3 separate regions of the Sus scrofa genome follow, and all the other regions are linked to region 2. A link is a contact called in public Hi-C and promoter capture Hi-C data. All regions are on one chromosome and are shown on one strand. The core of a region is the stretch at or near the end of the contact, and the rest is flanking DNA. Distances in the headings are between cores, read along the strand shown. Region 1 holds the start of NIPSNAP2 (protein NipSnap homolog 2). Region 2 overlaps PSPH (phosphoserine phosphatase). Region 3 holds the start of SUMF2 (sulfatase-modifying factor 2).

Region 1 (4,246 bases), core at 136-2,635, 38 kb before region 2:
GCAAATCCTTGTTGCCACTCCTCCATCCACAGGACCATTTCTGCCCTCCTGGTGGCTCCTTGCCATATTAACATTGTAGGACTCAGCCCTGAAGCCCCCTCCTCCTCCCTTCATCTTTAGAATTACCAACTCCAGAGACCCCTCCACACACAAGCTGAGTGCCTGTCCCCACCCCTCCTAGAGATCTGTAATCTACCCAGTCTTAAGGACATTTTCTTCTGGGCCATGAAAATGCCCCCTTTGGTGGCTGGGAAGCTCCTCCCCTGTTTCTCCCCATTTTCTTTTTTTTTGGTCTTTTTGTCTCTTTAGGACCGCACTTATGGCATATGGATGTTCCCAGGCTAGGGATCTAATAGGAGCTTAACTGCTCCTCAATTTTCTGTCTAGCTCTTAGCTGCGGTTTCATGATTCTATCAGTGGTTCTTTTATTTCCCCACAGGATACATTTCTCCCAAACAGGCTAGAGGTTGAATTGGAGCTGCAGCGGCAGCCGTACGCCACAGCCACAGCAAAATCAGATCCGATGCCGCACTTGCGACCTACACTGCAGCTCACGGAACGCCAGATCCTTAACCCACTGAGCAAGGCCAGGGATGGAACCTGCATCCTCATAGATACTAGTCGGGTTCATTAACCAACAAGCCACGACGGGAACTTCAACCCACGCCTTTGTTTAAGCTGTTTCCTTGGGCGGCCGGAGTTCTCCCTCCCTCCACCTGTCTGCTCTTTCCTTGGGACCAGGACGCTGTGCCAGCTCCCCAGGGTCTTTCTTCCACTTTCCAGGCACCCCTGGGGACGCACTCTCCAGCCCGGGCTCCCTTCCGGTCTTGTCAACCTCTCCATTCTCACACTTGACACACTCCGATCATTTCACACCCAGCGGCATGCTCACATCAACAGAACAAGGAGTCCGGAGACCACGAGAGTATCTGAGTATGTTTCCATCCAGAACGAGAATGTTTTTATTAAAGCGTAATTTATTTTTGAAAAGGCAATGTATGTACTTGGTGCAAAATCTAAAAAGAAGCTGCCTCTCAGATTCGCCCCCAGGCCCTGGATTCCCCTAGGAACTGTGTTACTCTCTTCCGGTGAATCTCTCCACGTATGTTCAAGCCTTGCCCTCGACCCCTGGGTGGCCCCTGTGCTGGGCACCGAGCTCCTTTCGTCGGAGCTTGAAGTCTCAAAATCGGTTGCCCTCAGGCTTCCCGCTCCTTTCTTGCAACTCCGGGACCTCAGTGCCAGGACGCACTGAGGACCAGACCTCTGCGCCCCCCCCGCTCCCCCTGGCGGCCGCTCCCCGCGCTGCAGCGTCCTGGGCCCCACTCCCCCTGGCGGTCGCGCCCCGCACTGCAGCGGCCGCACGCCCTGCCCCGCCCCGCCCCGCCCCGCCCCCCGCCTCGGCGGGCCCGGCCGGGGGAGGGGTCGCGGCGGCGGCGGCGGCGGCGGCGGCGTCAGCGGAGGCCGGGGCGGTGGGAGTCGAGGCTCCGGAGCAAGATGGCGGCGCGAGTGTTGCGCGCCGGCGGAGCGGCCTCAGGCGGCGGCTTCCTGTGGCGGGCCGCCCCCTGCAGCCTCCTGCCCGGGCTCCGGTGAGCAGCGCCGCCCTTTCCGGGAGCGGCCGGGGAGGGGCCGCCGCGGGGCGGAGGGCGCGGGGTCCTCGGCGCGGGTCTCCGCCCTGGCTCGGTAGCGTTCCCATGGGGCAGGGCCGCCGGGGCTGTGGGGCGGCTGGGCTGAGGCCGCGGTCCGCGTGGCGGGGCGAGCCGGAGCCTCGGCAGGGTCGGAGCGCCTGCTGCCGGGCCGGCGGGGCTCAAGGTCATGGCGGGAATGACACCCAGCGCCGAAGCCACGTCCGCGCGCGGAGCCGGCCCGGCCTGTTGGACCTTGACCCTGCGCGACCCGGAGTCGTGGGGCAGCGGCCAGCGCGTGGCTGAGGCCGCAGGCCTTGAACTTGGGCCTCGGGGTTCCTGCAGGGCGTCCTGAGAAAGCTGCTCGCCCGCGCAAAGCCTCAGTGTCAGCATCTGTAAACGGTAGTGGAGGTACCTACCACTCACCTCCTAGGTTGCTGTGAAGAAATAAAATAATACATCGGCCCCGGCGATCCCTCAGTGGAGATTGGGGAAGTAGCCAAGAGGTGTCCGCCTTACGGACAGTTGTTGACTTGCATTGAAAAGTAGGTAGTGGATCAAAAAAGTATGTACAGTTATCAGCACGAAGTAGGGGGTGGGTTCATGTTTAAACTTTTTTCCTAACCTCATTGGATTACATATTCGATTTTCTGAGTCCATCCCGGACACAGCCATGTCCTGTTTGCCCAGTTGAAAAACCAGAGCCCATATCAACCAATTTACACGTCCATTTGCTTTCCCGGTTTATTTACGTTAGGTTATATGAATTTTATCTTGTTGTTTATCTTCAATAGTGAGCCTCTAGAAAATACAGTTGGCATTTCAAAAAATGGAAAAGGGAAGGAAGTACCTGTTAAAACTCTTAATGTGGGCCAGCTTTATATGATAACAGCTTATTTATTTAGTGTAATCCTAGTAGCAATCTTAAGAAGGAAGTAATAGGATCTACATCTTAGAGATGAGAAGGAACCTCAACCTGCTGAAGACACGTGGCTAGAAAAGGCATTTGAACCCAAGTTGGTTACACTTCAGGCCCAGTGCCCTTGTAAGGACTGCTGCTCAAGTTGTGTTACAAAATTGGATGTTTATGTTTCCAAGTTGATCAACAAATCAACCCTCTTTTATTTTTATTCTGTTATTAAGTATCTACTGTTTATTTTTCCCCACAAGTGATAGAAGCCCATGAAATTGATATTTCCTTTTTTTCAAAAAAGACAGCTGAGGGAGTTCCCCTTGTGGTGTAGTGGAAATGAATCGGACTAGGAAACTTGAGGTTGCGGGTTTGATCCCTAGCCTTGCTCAGTGGGTTAAGGATGTGGCGTTGCTCTGAGCTGTGGTGTATGTTGCAGAACGCGGCTTGGATCTGACGTGGCTATGGCTGTGGCCAGTGGCTGTAGCTCTAATTTGACCCCTAGTCTGGAAACCTCCATGTGCCATGGGTGCGGCCCGAAAGAGAAAAAAAAAAAGCTGCGCCTGAAGGTGTTCACTTAAAGGGCCCAAGGTCACCTGGGATACCCCAGGTTCCTGCTGGGGCCACATGCTCTCGACACTGGGGTCCTTGTCTCTATCCAAGGTCCCCTGTACCTTCTGACTACTCCTTCCTGGGCTCTAGTCTGCCTTAACCTTTAACTGCCTCAACTTTAGGACTCAGTCTAGACCCAGTCAATTCATTGATTCTATCACATATTGAGTGTATACGGTGTCTTTGAAGCCCGCTGGACCTGAGCGTAAGAGCTGTGGTCGCTCTCCCCAGGAAGCCGTGGCTGAGATGAAAACCCATAGAGACTTACAGATGGAGGTAGGTGCCATGGGACAAAATCAGGGAGCTTCCCACATGAGGTCATGGAAGGCCTCTCGGACAAGGTGATGTCATACTGAGACCTGAAGGGTAAGTGGGCATGAAAGCCCTGAAGGGGAGGAGTCAGACATGCTGGGAAACCCCAGAAAAATCTAGGAGGCAGGAGTGAAAGGAAAACAAGACAGGTGGCAAGGAGCAGGGGCCAGAAAATTCCAGGCCTTACAGCTATTTAGAGAGTTTGCATTTTATTCTGAGCCCTGGAAAACATTTAAAGGTATAAGCCCTAGGGTAACATGCTCTGATCTACATTTTTAAAAGATCAGTCTGGAGAGTTCCCGTTGTGGCTCAGTGGGTTAAGAACCTGACATGGTATCCATGAGGTTGCAGGTTCCATCCCTGGCCTTGCTCAGTGGGTTAAGGATCTGGCATTGCTGCAAGTTGTGGCATCGGTCACAGATGTGGCTCAGATCCCACGTGGCGGTGGCGCAGGCCAACAGCGGCAGCTCCAATTTGACCCCTAGCCTAGGAACTTCCATACACTGCAGGTGTGGCCCTAAAAAGGAAAACATAAAAAATAAAATACCAGTCTGGCTTTGAAAGGGGGACAGAATCAAGGTAATGGCCAGCGGGGAGGATGCTGGTGCCATTTACCTAGAGCTGTTTGTTGCCTAGGTGAGCGTGCCGGCCACCTGCCAGGTGCTGTTGGGAAGCGTCAGTGAATAAGGCACACGAGGTGCTGGCCACTGAGAGCTTGCTAGGAATTCAGAGGAGGAGGAACAGGTGTGGGTGGGGAAGGGGCGGATCCAGGGCAGTGGACCTGGTGAAG
Region 2 (4,146 bases), core at 451-2,950:
ATTAACACCACACTGTAAATCAGCTATACTCAAGGAAAATTTTTCAAAAATAAGAAAGTCAGTGGGAAGTGAGTTTAAGACAGAGAAAAGGACCAAGAAGGAGAGTGAGAAGCCACCAAGGAAATAAGAGGAAACTCAAGGACGTGGGATTTTTTTCATGAAAACCCAGTGGAGAAAGTCCAGCAAGCATGAGAGCACCGGTGCCAAATGCTCCTTCGAGGCTGGGTTGGATGAGGGCTGAAAATAGACCATTAATTTAGCCACATGGAGGTCACGTGGTGACTTTTTGACAGGAACATTCTATCATTAAGCTTATTTATCAAATGATCACTTTAGCAGTTCTTGCCCAATTTGTCTTCCTTCCTAGGAAGTAAAATTTCATCTACTGTATTAATATATGTTAACACTTAGGATCACAGCTTAGGGTGGGTTCTCCTGGCCCCGGTAAATTGTGAACAGTCTGGTAATGCATGGATAAAGAATGCTGTGGAGGGAGTTCCCATCATGGCGCAGGGGAAATGAATCCAACTAGGAACCATGAGGTGGCGGGTTCCATCCCTGGCCTCGCTCAGTGGGTTAAGGATCTGGTGTTGCCACAAGCTGCGGTGTAGGTCCCAGATGTGGCTCAGATCTGGCATGGCTGTGACTGTGGTGTAGGCCGGCAGCTGTAGCCCCGATTAGACCCCTAGCCTGGGAACCTCCATATGCCACAGGTGTGGCCCTAAAAAGCAAAAAAAAAAAAAAAAAGGTTGGCAGTCTGACAACAGAACTCTCTGAAATACTACATGCTAATGCCTCTAGAAGTATATATATAATTACATATATAAATAGTGATGTATATTATGTATAGACATATAAAAAAAAGAATGCTGTGGAAATCACATCAATTTTGTGGTTGACATAAGCAAATGCTCAATCAGAATCAAAGATGGTGTCACAAGGGTAGGAAGCCACATGACACTGGCACTGCTTTCTGATTCCTGTCCTGGTGTCACCATGTACAGAGCTCCCGGGAGAGCCATGCTGTAGCTGTTGCCAGTGAGTCCGGAATTAGACAAGCATGAAAGAGGTTAGCACAGTTCTCCGATGTTTCAAACTCACCCCTCTGACACGACAAAGCAGGGACTGTGCCTGCTGCTCCTGGGCAGCTGGCTGACAGCGGGGCAGCCAAGGGCCAGAGGAAGGGTTGCGTGGCTGCTATAAAAGATTCTCTGTGGGAATTGCAATTTCTCAGCAGCTCAGACTCCTCTGAGCCAAAGTCAGTACGCACTGCCTGTTGAGGCCACTGCCCAGCGGAGGGCAGGCTCTGCAGGCCTGTCACCTCCCGGCCGAGGCTTGTTGCAGCTCAGGCACACAGGGTGGTGGCAGAGGCTGAGGCAGCCTGCAGCGCCTGCCCTCTCTGCACAACCCTGGCAGGCCTGGTCCTGCCCACTTGGAGCCCCTGGAAGTGCCGACACCACAAAACCGCCTCTAGGAGAGTTGCCAGTGAGCGCTCACAATTATGGAACAACTGCCTCGCTGTCTGTGGTCTCATTTAAATGCTGCCAAACCGATTTCCTGGCTCTCCTACAGAAACCCTGATGTGGAAGGAAATTTGATTCATCTCATTTGATTATTTGACTAAATAATTACCTGATTGTTTGGCCAAATTTGATGATGGTTAAATTATAAATTTTTCAAATAACTTCCAGTGTTAGATCCCTTCCGGCCTCTTCTAGCTAATTATCCAAGAGCATCCGCTCATGGGCTGCCTCTTCCTAACCCGGGCTCTGTCTCCCCATTTTCCCACCAGGGAGCATATATAAGCTCATCCTTGCAAAACCTGTTCTGAAATGTCCCTTTCAAGGCTCTGCTCAGAGTAAACATGAACCTGGGATTGCAGGTCTTCCCAAGTCATCTGTAAGAAAGAAATGGCTCGTATGTGCTCTGAGGAGTTATATCTTAATTCATTTAAGGGAAAATGCTAACCTTCATTTGGGATAAGTAAAACTTTTTAGTTCTTTTTGTCTTTTGTCTTTTTAGGGCCACATCTGTGGCATATGGACGTTCCCAGGCTAGGGGTCCAATCAGAGCTACAGCTGCCGGCCTACACCACAGCTCACAGCAACACCAGATCCTTAACCCACTGAGCAAGGCCAGGGATTGAACCTGCAACCTCATAGTTCCTAGTTGGATTCGTTTCCGCTGCGCCAAGATGGGAACTCCAGTTTTTAGTTCTTTTAATTCATCTGATTATTAAATATCCCTTTTTTTAACTCACTACTTTCACTTAAGGCTGGATTGTTTTCTTTCTTCTTTTTTCCAGCAATGCCCACAACGTCCAGAAGTTCCTGGGCCAAGGGTTGAACCCGTGCCACAGGAGGGACACAAGCCACAGCAGTGACAACGCCGGATCCTTAACCTGCCAGGCCACCAGGGAACTCCTCCACTGTTAGCCTTTTAAAAAAGCCTTTGTAACATTCCCTATATGACCAATACCAAGAGGTAATAACAGCTTCCATCCCTCTGGCCCAGGGCTCCCCTCAGTGGCAGGGGCTGAGATGAGCGGGCGCTGTGATGAGCACTAGGCCCTGTGCTCAGCTGGTCAGGGGGAGCTGGGGGTGGGGGGGGGGCACGACTCCTTGGCTCCCTGCCCGGAGGTTGTTTCTACTCAAACACTTAAGGGCTTGAAATACTGGCTACTGAAATACATGATAGGCAGAATTAAAAATTCTACAAACCTGTTCTCATGTGTAGATAAACTTTTATTCATATATATAAATGGAAAACCAATTTCACTTAAAGCTGCCAAATCCCTATTTCCAATAGTGAAGGTATTTAAATTCCTATCCACCTTATGGCTTCAAATGGAATATAACTAGGAAAATACATAATGAATTCAGATTATAAAACTCTCCAGGTAATTAAATGGGTCATAATGCTACTGGAACTACAGCTTTAAAAATAATCAATTTTCTAGGAGTCTTAATAGGAATTGACTTGGCAGTACGGATAATCAGTACAAAATTTATATTTTAGATTGTAATAGGCAATTGTAAGCAAATAGTACCAAACTGTATCATTTTAAAAAATTAACCTGAAGTTGTTATGAACTGTATCAAAGTTGATCTTATTCTTCCAGTTCTCCCAGAAGCTCTACGAAATCAGTGATGTACCATTCCGCGTTGTCCTTTACTTGTTGCCTGATCACATTCCCTCCAAATCCAATGAAAACATCCTACAGGGGGGAAAAAAAAGAAAAAGAGAGATACAGCAGCAGCCTGGAGCACTAAGTGTTATTTAAAAGAATAAACACTTGGGAGTTCCCATCGTGGCTCAGTGGTTAACGAATCTGACTAGGAACCATGAGGTTGTGGGTTCGATCCCTGGCCTTGCTCAGTGGGTTAAGGATCTGGCTTTGCCATGAGCTGTGGTGTAGGTCGCAGGCACAGCTCAGATCTGGCGTGGCTGTGGCTGTGGTTGTGGTGTAGGCCGGCAGCTATAGCTCTGATTAGACCCCTAGCCTGGGAACCTCCGTATGCCGTGGGAGTGGCTCTAGAAAAAGCAAAAAGACAAAAAAATAATAATAATAATGAATAAATAAATAAATTCTTGGGAGTTTCCATCGTGGCTCAGTGGTTAGTGAACCCAACTAGGATCCATGAGGGGTTCGATCCCTGGCCTCGATCAGTGTGTTGCCGTGAGCTGTGGTGTAGGTCGCAGACGAGGCTCCAATCTGGCAGGCTCCAATCTGGCACTGCTGGCTGGGGTGTAGCCTGGACACCCTAGCCTGGGAACCTCCATATGTTGCAGGTGCGGCCCTAAAAAGCAAAAAAAAAAAAAAAATTAAAAATAAATATATTTTAAAAATAAAGAATAAACTCTTTGTGCAAAGAGTGGGGTGCCCAACCTCACCCGGGGCATCTCCCTCCCCCAGCTCCCCAGGAGCCTCCGCGCCTCCTCCTGCCACGTGAATGAATGAGTCTTTGCACCACCGCTGCCCACACATTTGGCTGGACATTGTGGGCTCAGGAGAACTGAAGCCCTCTCGAAACCAAGACAATTGCTTATAAAAAATAAAAACATACCACAAAAATTAACACTGCTTTGTTAATTCCTACTCAGTGATACCTTCTAAACTGGAAGACACCCAGGCCAGGCAGTTTC
Region 3 (4,041 bases), core at 862-3,361, 61 kb after region 2:
GTCCGTGTAGTTGATGTAAGACCTGTTGTGAACAGCATCATTTTCATTCAGGTTTTAATGCAAAAGCTTTCTGGAATAAGGAAAGTAATAAGCCTATTTGTCCATAGTTCAAATGCTGTATATATTTAGTATGGACAAATGGCAATGTCTCCAGAAAAACAAGTATGTTTAGCTACTTGGTAACCAAATAGAGCATTCCTGTCACTGGAATTATTCTAAGTACAGATCAGCCAGTCATCAGAGCTGCTGTGCACAGGAGTCATGGTTTGGAGTATAATATTGGGCTAATTGAGGAGGAACTTGGGGGTCTCAGTACTGGAGGAAATGAGTAAACCACTGATGAGTAAAGCTGCACAAAATAACTGTTGGTTCTTTTAGGCAGCATTCTGATCTTAGCATGTGTTCTATAAGATTTTTAAGAATACTGGGTTACTTTGCAGGTGAGCCAATGGTAGCAGCAGAAGTAGGCATATGGGATAACTACTGTGTAAAGAAACAGCTTCTTCACTCCTGGTAAGTTGGGAAAGCCAAAACTATAAAATAACCTTTAGGGAACATCGTACTCTTTAAAAAATTTGGTGTGTTCTTAGTTACTTTTTTTCCATAAGAAAATGTCATCAGTCAGAGGTGTAACAACTAAGCTAGCCTTCTGTGTATGGAGGGGAAAGGGGAACCTGACTGGATATAATTTGCACAGTTTAGTTGGAGATTGAGTTGAATTAGAGTTCATGTCTCAAACCTGAGCCATTTGATTTTTTTTTCCCTCCTTTCAGCACTGTGATTGCCACCAATATTCTCCTGGTTGATGAGATCATGAGAGCTGGAATGTCTTCTCTAAAAGGTTGAATTGAAGCTTCCTTTGTATCATCTGAATCATGAAGACTGTACAGAGAGTGATCCAAAGAATATAGCTGTGGAATTTTTGTCCCAACCTTCAAAGGATTTTCTTTTCCCATATGAAAAAAGGAGAGAACACTGGCACCTATTCAAATTCTGAAGTTCTGAAATTATAATTACAGTATTTTAAAAATTGCACTGCAGTGCACACACATACAGTAGGCCATACTTACCCAATGAACAGGACATTTTGCTTTAGCTTTAGTGATATAAAAATACATGTTAACTAAGCATATGTCATCTACCTTGTTATTAAATATTCCTTGAAAAGCAAATTTTAATGGTTTAATAATTTCTGCTCATGTATGTATTTTAATTTATCTCCAGTAGTTCCTTGTCATTAAGCATTCAAGTTTTTATGCTAATATAGATAAGACTTAAGTAACTTAAGGTTTTGAAAGCATTCATGCCTGTCTTGGTATAGATTCCAGTGAATAAAACTATTGGATCAATTGGACTTTTCAAGCTTTTAAAGTAGCTTTGGAGTTCCCTGGTGGTTTAGTGGGTTAAGGATCTGGTGTCGCTGCTGAAGCACAGGTTCCATCCCCGGCAGGGGAACTTCCAAGTGCAGTAGGCACGTCCAAAAATAAGTAAATAGAAATAATGAAGTAGCTTTGCTAAAATGCTCCCCAAAAAGGTTAAGTCATAGTGGAAAGATGAGTGAACTAGAAGCAAGGAAAGGGTAAGTGCAAAGTGACAAAATAGAAAAAGCGGAAGTAAAAGCATGTCTGAAGCTGTGGTGAAGGATGAGGTGAGATGAATAGATATCGGGCTGACTATATTTTCATACCTTGGGACATACATTTATGCTAAAATAGCCATCCCAAGCCCTCTAGTGTCTTCATCCAAATTACTGTTCCCTCCTACATGTTTCCACAAAACACTGGTACATCTCTGAAGCCCTTGAAAGTGAAGTTGTATGTTGCTAAACATTGTGTGTTGAGGATTCGCAGTGAGTGTGCAATAAATGTTAAGCTGAAACCTTTGCTGTGGTCTTGCGGTGGTATTCCAGGGCGCGAAAGGGAGGGAAATCAACCCGACCCAAGGTTCACAAGACAGTGAAGGGGCTTCTAGAATGGCAGGGCCTCTCAACCGTAACCCTGAGAAAATGTCCTTGATCACCCGTCCTCGTCTCTGGCCCTACCCTCATCTGGGACCGGACTATTTTCTAGACCCGGGCGCTCAAGGGAGTAGTGCGCCTGCGCGCGCAGGGTACGGCAGCCAGCGGGGCGCGTGCGCCGCAGGGCCCGCCCAGTTCCGCGTACTCTGCGCGTGGTGATTCCGGGCTCGTGTCCTCGGCATGGGTCCTTTGCTGTCGCCGCTGCTGACCCTGCTGTCGCTCCTCTCCGGTCCTTGGCTCGAACTAGGTCAGTGTGCTGGCCTGCCCCACCGCCCTGGCGCCGTTTGGTTCGGGAAGCATTGGAAAAGGGGTGGGGCGCTTGGCCCTGGTGGGGAAAGTTCGTCCTGGCCCCTCTGTCTGCCTCCTGCACCGGTTTGCAGCTGCCGGAGGCGCGTTCTGGGGCAGCCAATTTGGCGAGGTGTTTGACAACTCATATTGTTGTATTACATTTATGTTTCATTTTTATTATTATGGAATCTTTTAAGCGTAAAAAAGTGAAAACAAAACGAGCCTTTCCACCACCCCCGCTCCCACCTACCTGTTTCACACTTTAAACGGTTGCCAATTTATGGCTTTAGTCTTGTTTCTTGTGGATGGTCCACACACATCCCCCCCCCCCCCCGCCCTTTCCCCTGGAAAATTCATTTTGGAGTGAATCGAGACGTTATATACAGTTTTATCCGAAAATACTCAGCTTGAATAGCCAAAAAGACAAGTCACAGGAAGAAAAAAAAGTATTGTTCATTTTCTCACCTAAAAAATTTAACAGTACTCCTTAATATCACTAAACATCCAGTTAGTGTTCAGATTCACGTATTGTTGTTTTTAAATTATAGTTTACGGAGTTCCCGTCGTGGCGCAGTGGTTAACGAATCCGACTAGGAACCATGAGGTTGCGGGTTCGATCCCTGCCCTTGCTCAGTGGGTTAATGATCCGGCGTTGCCGTGACCTGTGGTGTAGGTTGCAGACGCGGCTCGGATCCGGCGTTGCTTGGCTCTGGTGTAGGACAGTGGCTACAGCTCCGATTCGACCCCTAGCCTGGGAACCTCCATATGCCGCGGAAGCGGCCCAAAGAAATAGTAAAAAAAAAAAAAAAAAAAAAAAAGACAAATAAATTATAGTTTACATGTTAAGTTAGTGTCAAAATAAAGTTGATGTATTGCTGTTGTGTGTGCTTTCTTAATTCCTTTTTAATCTGAGAATTCCCTGCCTGCTCTAGTTTTTCCCCCAAAAAGAGGATGAGCTTCATTAGTGTGAGTGTGTCAGAATAAAAAGAGGGTCAAAGATAGGTTCCCGGAGAACATGAAAAGATGTGGGCTCTGCCTTTAGAGGACTTACAGTAAGTACTTGGACATCCTTAGATAGAAACCTAGCAAAGTAGTACATCAAGCCAGAGAAGTGTGGCCTTTTGGGAGTGGCAGTGACCAGGAAGTAAAGAGACCTGGGTGTAGTCCTATCTTCTGTTAACTAATTCTTTAAGTCATTTTTTCCCTTTTGGGTGGTGGTTTCCACCTGTCAGATGAGGGGGTTGAATTAAAGATCCTTTTAGTTCTATGATTTTGGGAGGTATTCAAACAGCAAGTATGAAGGAGTTCATTCAGTTATTTGAGGATAATTATTGTGCACTTGTGCTAGTTGTCAGGGTTACACTGACAAAATAGATGTGATCCTTTCTAGAGCGTATGATAGAACAGTGAAAATCAGTAGAATCAGTAAGAGTTCAAGTGAAAAGGAAGAGGCAGAGAAACAGCAGAAGTATGGGTAGAAAGTTGATAGATGTATTTCAGGGTTTAGTGTCTAGATTTTTTTTTTTTTTTTTGGCTGCACCCTTGACATCAGGCCAGGGATTGAACCTGAGCCACAGCAGTGACCAGAGCTGCTGCAATATAGTGTCTGGATTTATTTCACTGGAACAAAAGGTTGTTGTGTAGAAGAACAAAAAGGTAAGAAAAGGAAATACATGTTTGTTGAAAACCTACCATGTGCTAAACATTGCACGTGTTATTTTAATATAGCCATACCT

The links. Promoter capture Hi-C pulls out the DNA fragments that hold promoters and counts their contacts. Hi-C and Micro-C count contacts between places; a contact is called where the count stands out from the background.
Region 1: a contact with region 2 is called in a Hi-C map of skeletal muscle, with 1.8 times the contacts expected there. The contact joins the promoter of NIPSNAP2 here to the enhancer-like site in region 2. A contact is called at or near these places in 1 of 5 promoter capture datasets (liver) and 4 of 47 Hi-C or Micro-C datasets (embryonic fibroblasts, liver and skeletal muscle).
Region 3: a promoter capture Hi-C map of liver shows a contact between it and region 2, with 4 times the contacts expected there. The contact joins the promoter of SUMF2 here to the enhancer-like site in region 2. A contact is called at or near these places in 1 of 5 promoter capture datasets (liver), 4 of 47 Hi-C or Micro-C datasets (embryonic fibroblasts, epiblast stem cells, fetal heart ventricle and 1 more) and 1 of 2 datasets of contacts at active chromatin or transcription factors (skeletal muscle).

The regions. Positions count from the first base shown.
Region 1 is chr3:16,938,906-16,943,151 of Sscrofa11.1, reverse strand. NIPSNAP2 (protein NipSnap homolog 2) reads left to right here and starts at 1,385. Exons shown (of 10, transcript XM_021086363.1): 1 at 1,385-1,586. The coding sequence starts at 1,495.
Region 2 is chr3:16,901,640-16,905,785 of Sscrofa11.1, reverse strand. PSPH (phosphoserine phosphatase) reads right to left here. Exons shown (of 7, transcript NM_001243221.1): 7 at 2,724-3,217. The coding sequence ends at 3,110. Among named protein-coding and RNA genes, the nearest start is that of PSPH, 26 kb to the right of the region's middle. Within about 2 kb of position 1,700, at least 14 of the 83 cell types and tissues checked have an H3K27ac peak or open chromatin away from gene starts, as enhancers often do. A contact at or near this core is called in liver and skeletal muscle, where this site is marked.
Region 3 is chr3:16,841,643-16,845,683 of Sscrofa11.1, reverse strand. It overlaps SUMF2 (sulfatase-modifying factor 2), which reads left to right and starts at 2,111. Exons shown (of 9, transcript XM_021086361.1): 1 at 2,111-2,264. The coding sequence starts at 2,198. CCT6A (T-complex protein 1 subunit zeta) reads left to right here. Exons shown (of 14, transcript XM_005662018.3): 13 at 441-513; 14 at 774-1,883. The coding sequence ends at 846.